3 separate regions of the Sus scrofa genome follow, and all the other regions are linked to region 2. Evidence: chromatin contacts called from public Hi-C and HiChIP or PLAC-seq data. All regions are on one chromosome and are shown on one strand. Each heading gives the region's core, a stretch centred on a gene start, on an enhancer-like site or on the middle of the called end of the contact. The rest is flanking DNA. Distances are from core to core; before and after follow the strand shown.

Region 1 (3,740 bases), core at 1,106-3,605, 260 kb before region 2:
GCATGAAGTGCTGGCAGGTGGTGTAGCTGTTAGCCAGCCTTGTGTATCACAAGAGATCTGATGCTATCAAATTCCTTTTCCCCCAAAGACTAAAGAGCAAGCCTTTGTGAGCGTGCAGGAGGGGGATGAAAACAGTTTGTCTCCTGAGCAGCCAGCCTTTGTCATATTACAAATGAAATCACTTCGGAAATTTAGAGAATTAATATCATAATGAAGACGGGAGTACCCATTAGGGTGGTCTAATGTTGCTCTGGAGAAATGTGATGGATGCCCAGTGGCTGCAAGCCCTTATTTGCAGAGAGTCACCTCTGCAGTTGCCATTATTAGGAAGATGTCTGAAGCAGAGGATCAGACACAACCATTGCAAGATGAGATAGTGTTTGACTGGTTTCCAGGGAACTGAAGGATACAAGCTTAGTTGTACCTGTCACTATGGCTCCCAGCATTTTCCCCCCTTAATGTCTTTTTTAGCTGTAGGAAGTTTCTCTTTAAAGATTCAGTGCTTTCCTAATGGCATAAAGTGAGTAATGGGGAGCATATAAAAATGTTATATAGATTACAAATGGATTCAGTCTATATTAAGACAATGTGTGTCAGTGCTAAATAATGATTTTATTTAGCTTTACTTTTCTCTTGAAAATAAATTTAGCCAAACATTCTGAAATAAACACACCACTGGCATCCCCATGTTCATTTAGTTTTCTAAGTAAAATATCTCTCACTTTGCATGGCAATATATGTGCCTACCCAAAATCTGATCTGCATTTGATGTGCTTTTCTGCACTAAAGCCTAGAATATGGTACTTCCAGGAATTATTGTAAAATGTAATTGAATCATCCTTTCTGGCACTCAAATCTTTCTTTCTTGAACTGCTTGCCAGTGAAATCAGTATACATAATAGGAAATGGGAGATTTCCAGACTTGATAAAAAGGAAGGATAATTTCTCTGAGAAAAAAAATTGGAATGGTGTAAAGGAAGAAAAAAGCCAAATATTTCCTAGAAAGTAAGACTATATACCTATTTTTCCTCCACTTCACAACTAGTCCTTCTGTCTCTCAGATCTGAATTTTTACAATTTGCATTTCTTGTTACTATGCCTGCCACCCACTGAGAAATATTCCTTGTCTGCAGTATTTTTCGTCCAATGTTTGAAAGGACAAAACTTTTCAAGACAGGTTTATAGAGTAGTTCATTCTCTTGATGAAGTCAAATGCAATTTTTTATTTGTGACTGCTATAAAGACACAATACCCAGATTTTGTAAATCTTGGTCAATTATAAAACAGAACTCAAAAATTATTCTCAATTCTTTTCCCACAAAATAGCCAAATTTGCCTATTTATCAGTTAGAGAACAAACTTGGACTATTGTAGGATTTGGTTCACTGAATATCCAGGTTCTTTCCAATGAGCTACTTTTAATCTCCTATTCTCTCCTGTATTCAGAACTTTTCAGGACAGCCAGCCTAAAGCACTAATCAAATCTCTCCCATGAAAAATGATAAACCAAAAGCAAGGTTTACCAAAAAGCTGAGCTAACTACTGTCTGGGTTGTCTCTGGTCCCCTTGGAAGGGGACATAATTAATTTCATTCATAAAGCTTTATTACCTTTCCAAAACAGTAAATTCTACTTACTCCCTAAACATAAAAACTTGCTAATGATTCACATATAGACTTTGCATATCCATTTGGTACTTACTACATTTCAAATTTGCATTTTATCACACATCTTATTAATAAATCTTTAACCTTATCACATATCCAAGTCATTTCCCCCTAGCTAGATTTTAGTCTTCCTAAAAGCTATAAATATTTATCTTTATAGTACCTAATCTAGTATTAAGCATACAGTGAGGACTCTATAAATATTTGCTAAATGAAATCAAACTGATATAACCATTAAATGCTATGAACTTTCTAAAACTCAACATAGATAAACAAATCCTCTGTGTGGAAAGGAAGGTATATGGCCCCTCTTCTGCACTGTTTTACATTTCCTTCCGAACTGCTACATGCACACTGCAATAATAAGGAAACACACATCCTCCCTAAAGCAAATAAAAAGGTCCTAATGAAAGTGATGTACCCCACTAGCATTCAGACTCTGAAAACAACAAATGTGATCTTGGCCAGAGAAGAATCTAATGAAAACAATCACATTAAACATAGCTCTTCCCTGCTCAGTGCTCAGTAAGTGAGCAGCAGGCTTTCTCTGTCTAGCTTACAGAAAACAGGAGGTAGCAGTTTGCAAGGAGCAGCGTTTTAATGTGATTGGACTATAACAGACAATCTATTTACAGCATGCTCTGGGGAGCTTATAAACAAATGTTGAGTAATTTCAGCCAGCAGTAATTACCCTTGCAGCTGACAAGGATAGCATGAGACTTTCTCCTTCACCTTCAGCCCAGTCCAGAAGGCAGTGTACACAATGCCACTTCTAATTATTTCTGCATTTCTATGGCTAAAGACCAAAGTGTATTATTAGAGAACATTTTAGAAGCTTTTTAAAAGCTTATTTATTAGGACAATTAAAAGTCATCACTATGACAGCAAATAAAAGGTTCCATTCTCAGGAATGCAGTATCAAATGAGCTTCTGCCCACTTACTTTTAAGGCAAGGTGGACTTGTTTTGTGTTGTCTATTGTTAAGAACCTATCACTAAAGCTTGGTAATAAAAAGAAATAGCATCTGGAATGCATTTGGTTTAATTCTGAGATATACCTTTTGCTCTTAACTATTTTGAAGCAATGTAGAGCACATAACTGAAGTTATTTCTCAACAGGCGTATTTTGAAATGTGTGTGTGTGTGGCTTGATTACAGATGCTGTTGGAAATAAAATACACATGGTCATACAATCTCTCTTCTTCTACCTCTCACAGGAGGCACGAGATTACCTTGGCTGGTTAAAGGATTTTATACGGAGAGGTCACTCATACTGCATCAGTTTGATGTAAGAATGATGTTAAAAATTCAAAGATCTAAAAATAAACCTTTGGCAGATAAGCTTCTAATGGAGTGCTGAAGGAGTAAAACAATTATGCAGAGCAATCACCCTGAGCGTTTGTAATTAACAATCAGATTGCTTCCCAGAAGTGTCCAACAAGAAAACTTTTGTTGAACATTTCTATACGTGCCAAACTACCCCAAAGTAATTGAGGAAATCAGTGAACTGTGGTGTGTGTCGGTTCTCAGACACCACGGCCAGTTTGGCGTTCACTGAGCTTCTGTCCGCCTCGGTAGGTTCTGTTCAGATCCCTACGATAGGAATTGACAGCAGATATCTAATCTCCCAAAGTATATTATTTACATTTTTTGATATGTTACATTACATTACATTCTGTCATGTTGCATTTCATCAACAACAGATAGAATATTGCATAACTTCATGTGACATGATGACAGATCTCTCTCTCTCATACACACACACAAGTTTTGGAAGGTGGGTCTAAGGAAATGCATTTGAATCTGACCCTAAAAGTACCCTAGAAGCCTTCTATTCATGACCAAAGCCATGACAAAACCATCATGTTACCCTACCCAGTGACACCTGAGCTTATTCAATATATATGTTGCCACCTATTTGTAAGTATTTTTAAATGTGTCATTAAGATATACAATGTACCACAAAAGCAGGTCCTGAATGTTAAACAGTAATATGCTGAAAATTAGCCTTCTTGAAAGAAACATCCAAAAAAACAAATTAGTGTTTAACAATACACTGTCAGATGCACATTCCT
Region 2 (3,588 bases), core at 288-2,787:
TATCCATATATATAATTTTAAAGGAATTATATATCATGAGCAGCTGCTTCCCAAGCAGAGTCTTCAATGGTTTTATCATGCTATTTAATTTGTCTTTCCTATTTAGATGCAAAGGAAGTAAATTCCAAAACTGACATACCATAAACACTGGTGCTACTGATCATTTCTTGCTGGCAGCACAAAAAGCTGAATTGGATTTCTCACAAGCAGGAATTCCAAAGGTTGCTTTTCATTAAAGCCACTTTTCCTCTCAGCTATCAAATGTCACTGCCTTGAAACGTGGGCCCTTTCGTCAGGTATTCATTTAACCTACATGCATATAATTAAGGGGGAAAGCAACATCAACAAAAAGGGGATCTCAGATCACAGGAGAAGAAAGAAAGGAAAAAAAGCACATGACCAGGAATGCAAGTCCATGTCAATTTCACTCACTCCCATTGAAACTAACAAGAGCTCCGGGGAGGACGGTAATAGGATCAGTGGATTGTATATACCATTAAATTATACATCTTTCTCTCCCGTTCCTTGCCAACAATACGCCCACCACGCTGTACCCCCTCCAAGATGATGTGCTTACATTTTTCTGCAACCGATCTTCTGACATTTTCACGTCCCTCAGCCACGAGATTGTAATTTAACCTCAACTTTTTGTGTGTGCAAGATTCTTATTTACACTTCTTATTTACTTAGAAGTTAGTTCCCAAAGAAAGTCTAGCCCCACCCTATGGCTCCGCTTTCTTATTTTTTTTTTTTATTTCGAAGTAAAAATATAGTAATAAGTAAGCTCAATATAGCGGAAAACGAGACTCTTGCAACCGCGAACTCTTAATCCTACACTATTGTTACAATGATTAAGCAGCAAAAATATGCATTATAATGTTTCAGGGCTACTTTGTACTGAGAAATTAGACAGCAGGTTGGTGTACAGAATATAAACGGGATGCAAATTAAATTTAATGTTTACGGCACAACTCGAAGATCTCTTTTCATTACAGGTCTTGGATTTATTTATATTCTTTAAAATTAAACAAACAAAAACCAAAACAAATTTAAACAGATGGTAGAAAACTACGAAGCTCCTCTTACCTGAACGCGCGGAGCGAAAACCCGATAGGTTAGCGTAGCATCGATCCGATGTGTTTGCTGATGAATGGAAGCTAGGGTTAAGTGAAGGTGCCTATGATTTGAAATCATTCCAAGTTTTTGAAGGGAAGACGGACTGCAGCCTCTGCCATGTTGGAATTTCAAACCCAAAACAGCTGCTTGGAAGGAGCCAGCATGCCAGAGGCTGGGCGCAGGCGCAGAGCGCCGCCGAGCCAAATTCAAATCACTTTCACACTAAGAGCCAAAGATCAGTTTTCAAAGGAGAGAGGGAGAAAGAGACCGAGGCTGCCGTGAGGGAGAGGAGACGGGAGGCAGTGGCGAGAGGCGGGCAGTGGAGAGAGACGGGCAGCGGGAGGACCGGGAGGGAGAGGGAGAGGCGCACGGAGCCCGCGGAGCTGGAGGGGGAGAAAGGGAGGCGGGAGGCAAGCGGCGAGCGAGCTAGAGACGCGCCAGAGATTCATGGGCAGGGAGGGCTCAATGGCCGCGCCGCGCTGGCCGGCCGGCCGCTCGGGTCATGTTACACGGCCGGGGCCGCGGCGGCCGCCCAGCCTCGTCGACGCGCTCACGCGGCCCGGAGGGGGCCCCGAGGTCATGATTACGCGCGCGGGGACAGGGAGCTCTGCCTGCCCGCACTCTCAGGCGGCCCAGTCTGGGGAAAGGGGAGCGATGCCTCGGGGGAAAGGGGCCTTTCTTTCCCACGCGTGACCAGCCGGCCCTTCGCTCCCTGCCCGCCTTGAAGGGCTCTCGGCCCACTACCCCTCCCTGCCCACTCCAGGCCCTCTCGACAGTTGCGGCGGGTTCACCCTTCCCCACCCCCCTCGACTCCGCGCACAGGACGGGATATGGCCCCGGGAACCCGGACCTCACCCGCACTCTCCCCTGGGCCCCTAACACCAGCCAGAAAATGACTTTATCTGCCAAGAGGAGGCAACTTCGGGGAAAAAAAAAAATCCGAATTAACCCACTTCCCCTCCCGCGCCGCCCTGTGAATAAATAAAATCCGAAGTAGCTAGGTGTGCGGTCCACTCTTCTGCTCTCTTGCTCCCCTCCCTACCTCCCCCAGGCGGCTCGGGTAGGGGAAAGCAACGCCTGGGGGGCCCGGTGCGGGCGGCTGGTGCGCAGGCATAAACGTTAGGCTTCAGCTTTCCCAGCCCCCTTCTATGGTGCAATGTGGGGACCCAGGAGTGGGAAGAGAGTAGGGGCTTTGTGGTGCTGGGAGCTGAGGAAGAAAGAAATGTGCAGTTGAGTGTGTTGCTGCATCCCAGGGAGCAATGCAGTGCTGATTGTCTGTTCCTGAGATAGCCTTTTGTTCGGAACATAAGGTTTAAGAAACACACACACGTTTTCTGGGGTCTCTTGTTAGATGTAAATGTGCTGCATCCAGACACTTACTATGCAATGTAAGCTCAGTTGGTTTACTAATCACCCCGCCCCACCCCCAACAACCAGGATCATTTGAATGGGAACCTCATTCAGACTTCTAGGCTGCGAGTACTGCCTTCAACCTATTTCATTCTAGACTAGCCAACCATCCAACTGAGATAATAAAGCAAACAATAACATTTGATCATGATGTCTACGAGATAATGTGCCCAGCAAAGTTCTTTAGAAATTGTAATGAGAAAGAGAGTGAGTGGGGTAATAATTTCTCTTCGTTTTCATTAAATATGACTTTAATAGATAAATGGTTAAGTTTATACTTTGGCCTGGTGGACATCCGGTCCTCTATATTTCAACTAAGCTAAGAATGAAAGAGGCAAATTAAATATTCGACCAGTAGCCCATCAAGCTGAAAATGTTACCCTTGAAGGTTGGAACTGAAAATATACTAGTATAGGACTGACCCTCCTCATAACGAGCTGGTTATTCACATTTACCCCGCTTCTCTGCTGCAGATTTAATAGAGTAAATTGCAGCTCTCCAGATGATGAAATGCAGCTTTTAAAATATACCAAATATATACTCTGAAATTAATTTCATTCTCATGTGTTTTTCTTACCTTTGGATGGATAGCTATTGAATGGATGCGTTTAGCTAACACAATAAGAAAGAAAAAGTGTTTTAGTTAAATCTAGACAGACGACAATTTAAAATAAAAAAAGGTGATTCAAGATCTTACTAAATATTTCTAGGGAATGAAATTCTATTTCGAATAGATTTGACCTTTCTGTACATTTTTAAAAACCAGACTGCAAAATAAAACAGAAGAACTTTATTCTGATGTAACAGAACACTGAAGCCCCTTTAGTTATATTTTACAAGATAGCTTTGAAAATGATATTATGAGAAGTTGCTCATTGGATTTCACCACAAAGAAATAAGTGGAGGAAAGTATCTATGGGTCACTGTTGAACTGAGTACAGATGAATTAAACAACTGTGAAGAATTTATAATTTCAGTTATCACTCATGTGGAGAATGCCTATGAGAAGTCCTCTGTGCAATTCAGGCAAAACTGCTCTGTTCTTGTTTGTTAAAAAAAAGT
Region 3 (3,725 bases), core at 188-2,687, 390 kb before region 2:
AGAGTTAAAGTTCATATACATGAAATATTGTAAACTTTTAGGGTAGAATTTAACAGTCATATGGGATAGGCAAACAGGTTGGCTATAAATGTAAAAAAATGTACAATTAGTTTTGCTTGAACATTGACTAGAGGAGAGAAATCCATACTAAAAAAAGGCTTATTGATTTTTTTCGTATATCTAATTAAAGAAAATAAAGTTGAATGCTTTCTTTCACCCTGACTTCCAAAAATATGGGGAAAAAATATTATAAAGATGTGCATCGCACATATAACCTTGCCCTGTATAGTTTTCATAAGAGAAAAGCAAATAAATAGCAATTGTCACTACTCTAAATGCACTGCCGCGCTCCCTAAGATTTATCTCTACTCCTTCCCTCATTTATTATTGCCGGTAAACTATGTATTTGCCACTAACACTGTCTGAATAGATTTGAAACAGTAAGTATAACAGGCTCAAATGGACAGTGCCTATTATCCCTTCCCTCTTCTCTCTTGCCCTTTAATGGCCTATAACTTCATTCAATCTGTAGCTACATTTGTGTTCCTTTTACAACAAAAAGGGTCATAATGTTGTCTCTGATAATACTGAAATTGCCTCATTTGTTCATCTTCTTTCAGTGCCTTGGAGCTGGTCACCCTCTCAACTGATGCCTAGATTTATACCCATCAACTTTGAAATTTAAGGTCTTGTTTAGTCACTGGCAATCTCACCCACAAAATGCCTTGGGATTCGATGAACCAACCGGGAGACAGATGCCCAGGGAGGCCCAGGTCTAACTGGCTCTGGGAACTCACGCCTGAGGCGGCAGGGACACCTACTAGAACAAATCCGGGTGTCATTCTCCTGCATCGCAGGAAAAGAAAGGCGGCTTTGCCAATCCCCAAGGCAAGGGAGGGAGCAGTCGGTCAGCTGACACTGAGAAGGCGAGAGTGAAGGAATGAGAAGAATGTGCTTGCTCAGAAGATGGGAGCGATAGGGACTCCCCACTCCGACCCCAGTGCGTTGGCACCGGGAGAAGCCTGGCCTCCCCTCAGCTGTTGCCACTGGGGCTGTCACCGCGGCGGCCGCTGCCCGCGACAGCGCCGCGGGAGCGGTGATGCCGGCGCTGAACTGGCCACCGCCGCTGCTTCTGCCTTGACTGTTGCCCCTGACCCTTCTGCTTCTTCTTTCTTGATTTTAGAATCAGCTTTTCTTTTCTTTTCTTTTCTGTTTGTTTGTTTGTTTTGTTTTTAATCCTGGCAGTACCTCTTGGAAAAAGCAGAAAATAGCCTCCACATTTGTCAGAGAGAAGGGAGCCCAGAGAGGAAGGGTAGGGTGAAGTTGTTAAGGCTTCTAAGCAAGCTGGGATTCTGGGGCCCCTTCTGTCTTTTCTCCCTCGCTCTGGTTAGCATTTTCCCTCCTGCTGCAGCAGTGCTTTGTCAGCCTTGGGCTGGGAACTAACTGTGAACGTAGTCTCCTCCTCCTTCCTGACTTTTGAGGATGCTTCACCCCTCGCCCCTCCAACAAGGAGAAAAATACCAAAGGTATAAAAAGGGAAGTAAATCCTCCAAGAGAACTTTGTCTTTGACAATCCAAATTTTACTGGTATTCCTGTAAGAGAAAATGGATCTTTTCAAGTCCTAGGACAATAAAATAAAATTCAAATGGATGAATATGGCAGGTTGGGGAGCAATTAACACTAATTTGGAAGAGCTCTTCTTGAGGATTTTCTTGACCTGACCATTCATGTTACTTCCCTTTCTAAGATCTTCTTCCCCTTTCAAGGCTAAAAGCTGGGTATGATTCAGCTCATAAAAATATGTCACAGCAATTGGAATTTACCCTTTGACCTTCTCTCACCACCACCTCCACTACACACCACACACACACACACATTCACACACAAGTTGCAATTCACTAGCTAGCCTTGTTTTTACTAAACAGATGGCTGTGTTACTGGTGAAAACTGCCTTTTTGCACAAGATAAAACTTCTAAGATCTTAGGATAGGAGCTATTTGCAAGAGGAGCTCAAAGCCACATTTTCTTTGGTGCATATGTGAATTCTGAAATAGTTTGGGCAATAGAGTGGTAGATTATTTACCTATTTGGTAAGCAGAGGCACAAAAAAAAAAAAACTGTCAGTAAATAGCAGTCTTTAACATCATTCTTCTCTATGAAATTTGTTTTTGTGGGTCAATTATGGATGATTACATTCAGCATTTAAAGTTCATAAGCATAATTCTTTCAGGGAATCAAGTGACTCGATTTAAAACACATAGGAAAGGGACAGAAAGCTGAGTCTAAAATGTATGAGGAGAGTTTTTTAGTTTTTCTAAAATCCTGTTCACCTTTCCAAATAATTTTTCCTTGCCTTTGTGTTGTGAAAGCCCCATTACCAGCTATGGAAAAAAAAATAGTGCTAAATGTTTTGTACAATTTCTTTTTGTGTGTATGAAGCTTGAAAAGTCAAGAAAATGTGCAAAATACTGAATCAGGCCACCAGGGCCAGTTCAAATGCACAGAGAGGCATTTTTACTGCATTATTTGAACTATTATTAAATAAAATGCTTTCTTCCCCAGAACTTGGCTAAGTACTAATTTTCCAAAACACGAATTTGATTTCTGGTGGGAAGTTAGAAATAATTTGAATGCATGACTACATCCTTGTACCCTCTCAAATTAACAGTGTTCCCTGGGCCCCACCCGACATCCTGAGAATGGTGCAGACTCAGATCACATTGGGAGAGCTTAAAGTGTCCAGGAAGCATTTGAATCTAGAGGTCTGAGAACATAAGCAAGTTTAAACATTGTTTTATCCATGAATGTGGGGACTAGAAATAATAAATTGAAACAGTTACTGGCAATACATTACCAAATGCCTAAGTAGTGACTAACTGACAAGTTAAAAAAGAAATTGCCAGACGGGAATTAAGTAGTTTTTAACATTAAAATAATTGTACTCATCTTTTTTGAAACAATCATTTTGCTCCTCTGTGTTTGCATAACATGCTGGGAACAGTAACATGCTTGAACTCAGAAGTTACAATAAGAATAACAAGGCATAAAAAACAATGTAAGCTCTTTCCTAAGTAATTCAGCAGGGTTTTTTCCACAAATCTGGAGGAAAAACCTCACATTTTCTGCAGTGCTTATTCACATTCGCTAATGCTTTCTCTGCTTGGCACAGCATTGATGATAATTTAACTTTCAGTTTTTAGGTAACAACAATTTTTCTCTATTGTTGCCATGTGATGATTAAGGTTTGGGGGGTTTCCTTCTGTTTATACTCTCCATTTTGTTTGGAGTTAATAGATAACTGCAAATATACCTGGATGCTCTATATCACTTACTAGCTTAGTGGTAGTCTGCCATTTTTATTGAAACTTGGGCACCAACTGCTGGTTGGAAACATTTTTCATGGAATTCTTTGTAATTTAAATAAACTACTACTTCAAGATTTGCCATGTGTCCCTTAGTCATCTTTAAGGCACAGAATTTCACATACTTTTTGTGAGCTTTGACTCTGAAATATCTGTCTCATATATGCAATCTCTAAACTCAATGCAGTTTTATTGACCTTCAGCAAATTAGGGCAGAAATGTGTGTTTTGAAGGTTTGTGTGATGATTCAACTTATGCAAAAAACAAAACTCATTTTGAAAAATCAAGCCTATATTAATTTTCTGCTCTTTTTACTGGAGACCTGTTTTAAAAGGTCTCTGTGTGGGTTTCTTGTAATGAAC

What was found. A called contact is a pair of places that touch in the nucleus more often than the background predicts. HiChIP or PLAC-seq counts read pairs in DNA pulled down with a chosen protein or histone mark.
Region 1: a Hi-C map of fetal heart ventricle shows a contact between it and region 2, with 4 times the contacts expected there. The contact joins the enhancer-like site here to the promoter of FIGN in region 2. A contact is called at or near these places in 3 of 47 Hi-C or Micro-C datasets (embryonic fibroblasts, fetal heart ventricle and heart right ventricle) and 1 of 2 datasets of contacts at active chromatin or transcription factors (skeletal muscle).
Region 3: a contact with region 2 is called in an H3K27ac HiChIP or PLAC-seq map of skeletal muscle, with 6 times the contacts expected there. The contact joins the enhancer-like site here to the promoter of FIGN in region 2. A contact is called at or near these places in 11 of 47 Hi-C or Micro-C datasets (alveolar macrophages, embryonic fibroblasts, fetal heart ventricle and 7 more) and 1 of 2 datasets of contacts at active chromatin or transcription factors (skeletal muscle).

What each region holds. Positions count from the first base shown.
Region 1 is chr15:70,132,511-70,136,250 of Sscrofa11.1, forward strand. No RefSeq gene overlaps it. Among named protein-coding and RNA genes, the nearest start is that of FIGN, 260 kb to the right of the region's middle. Within about 2 kb of position 2,356, at least 5 of the 83 cell types and tissues checked have an H3K27ac peak or open chromatin away from gene starts, as enhancers often do.
Region 2 is chr15:70,392,558-70,396,145 of Sscrofa11.1, forward strand. FIGN (fidgetin) reads right to left here and starts at 1,538. Exons shown (of 3, transcript XM_003483662.4): 1 at 1,087-1,538; 2 at 140-309. The coding sequence starts at 164.
Region 3 is chr15:70,006,239-70,009,963 of Sscrofa11.1, forward strand. No RefSeq gene overlaps it. Among named protein-coding and RNA genes, the nearest start is that of FIGN, 390 kb to the right of the region's middle. Within about 2 kb of position 1,438, at least 39 of the 83 cell types and tissues checked have an H3K27ac peak or open chromatin away from gene starts, as enhancers often do. A contact at or near this core is called in mesenteric adipose tissue, retroperitoneal adipose tissue, skeletal muscle and 1 more, where this site is marked.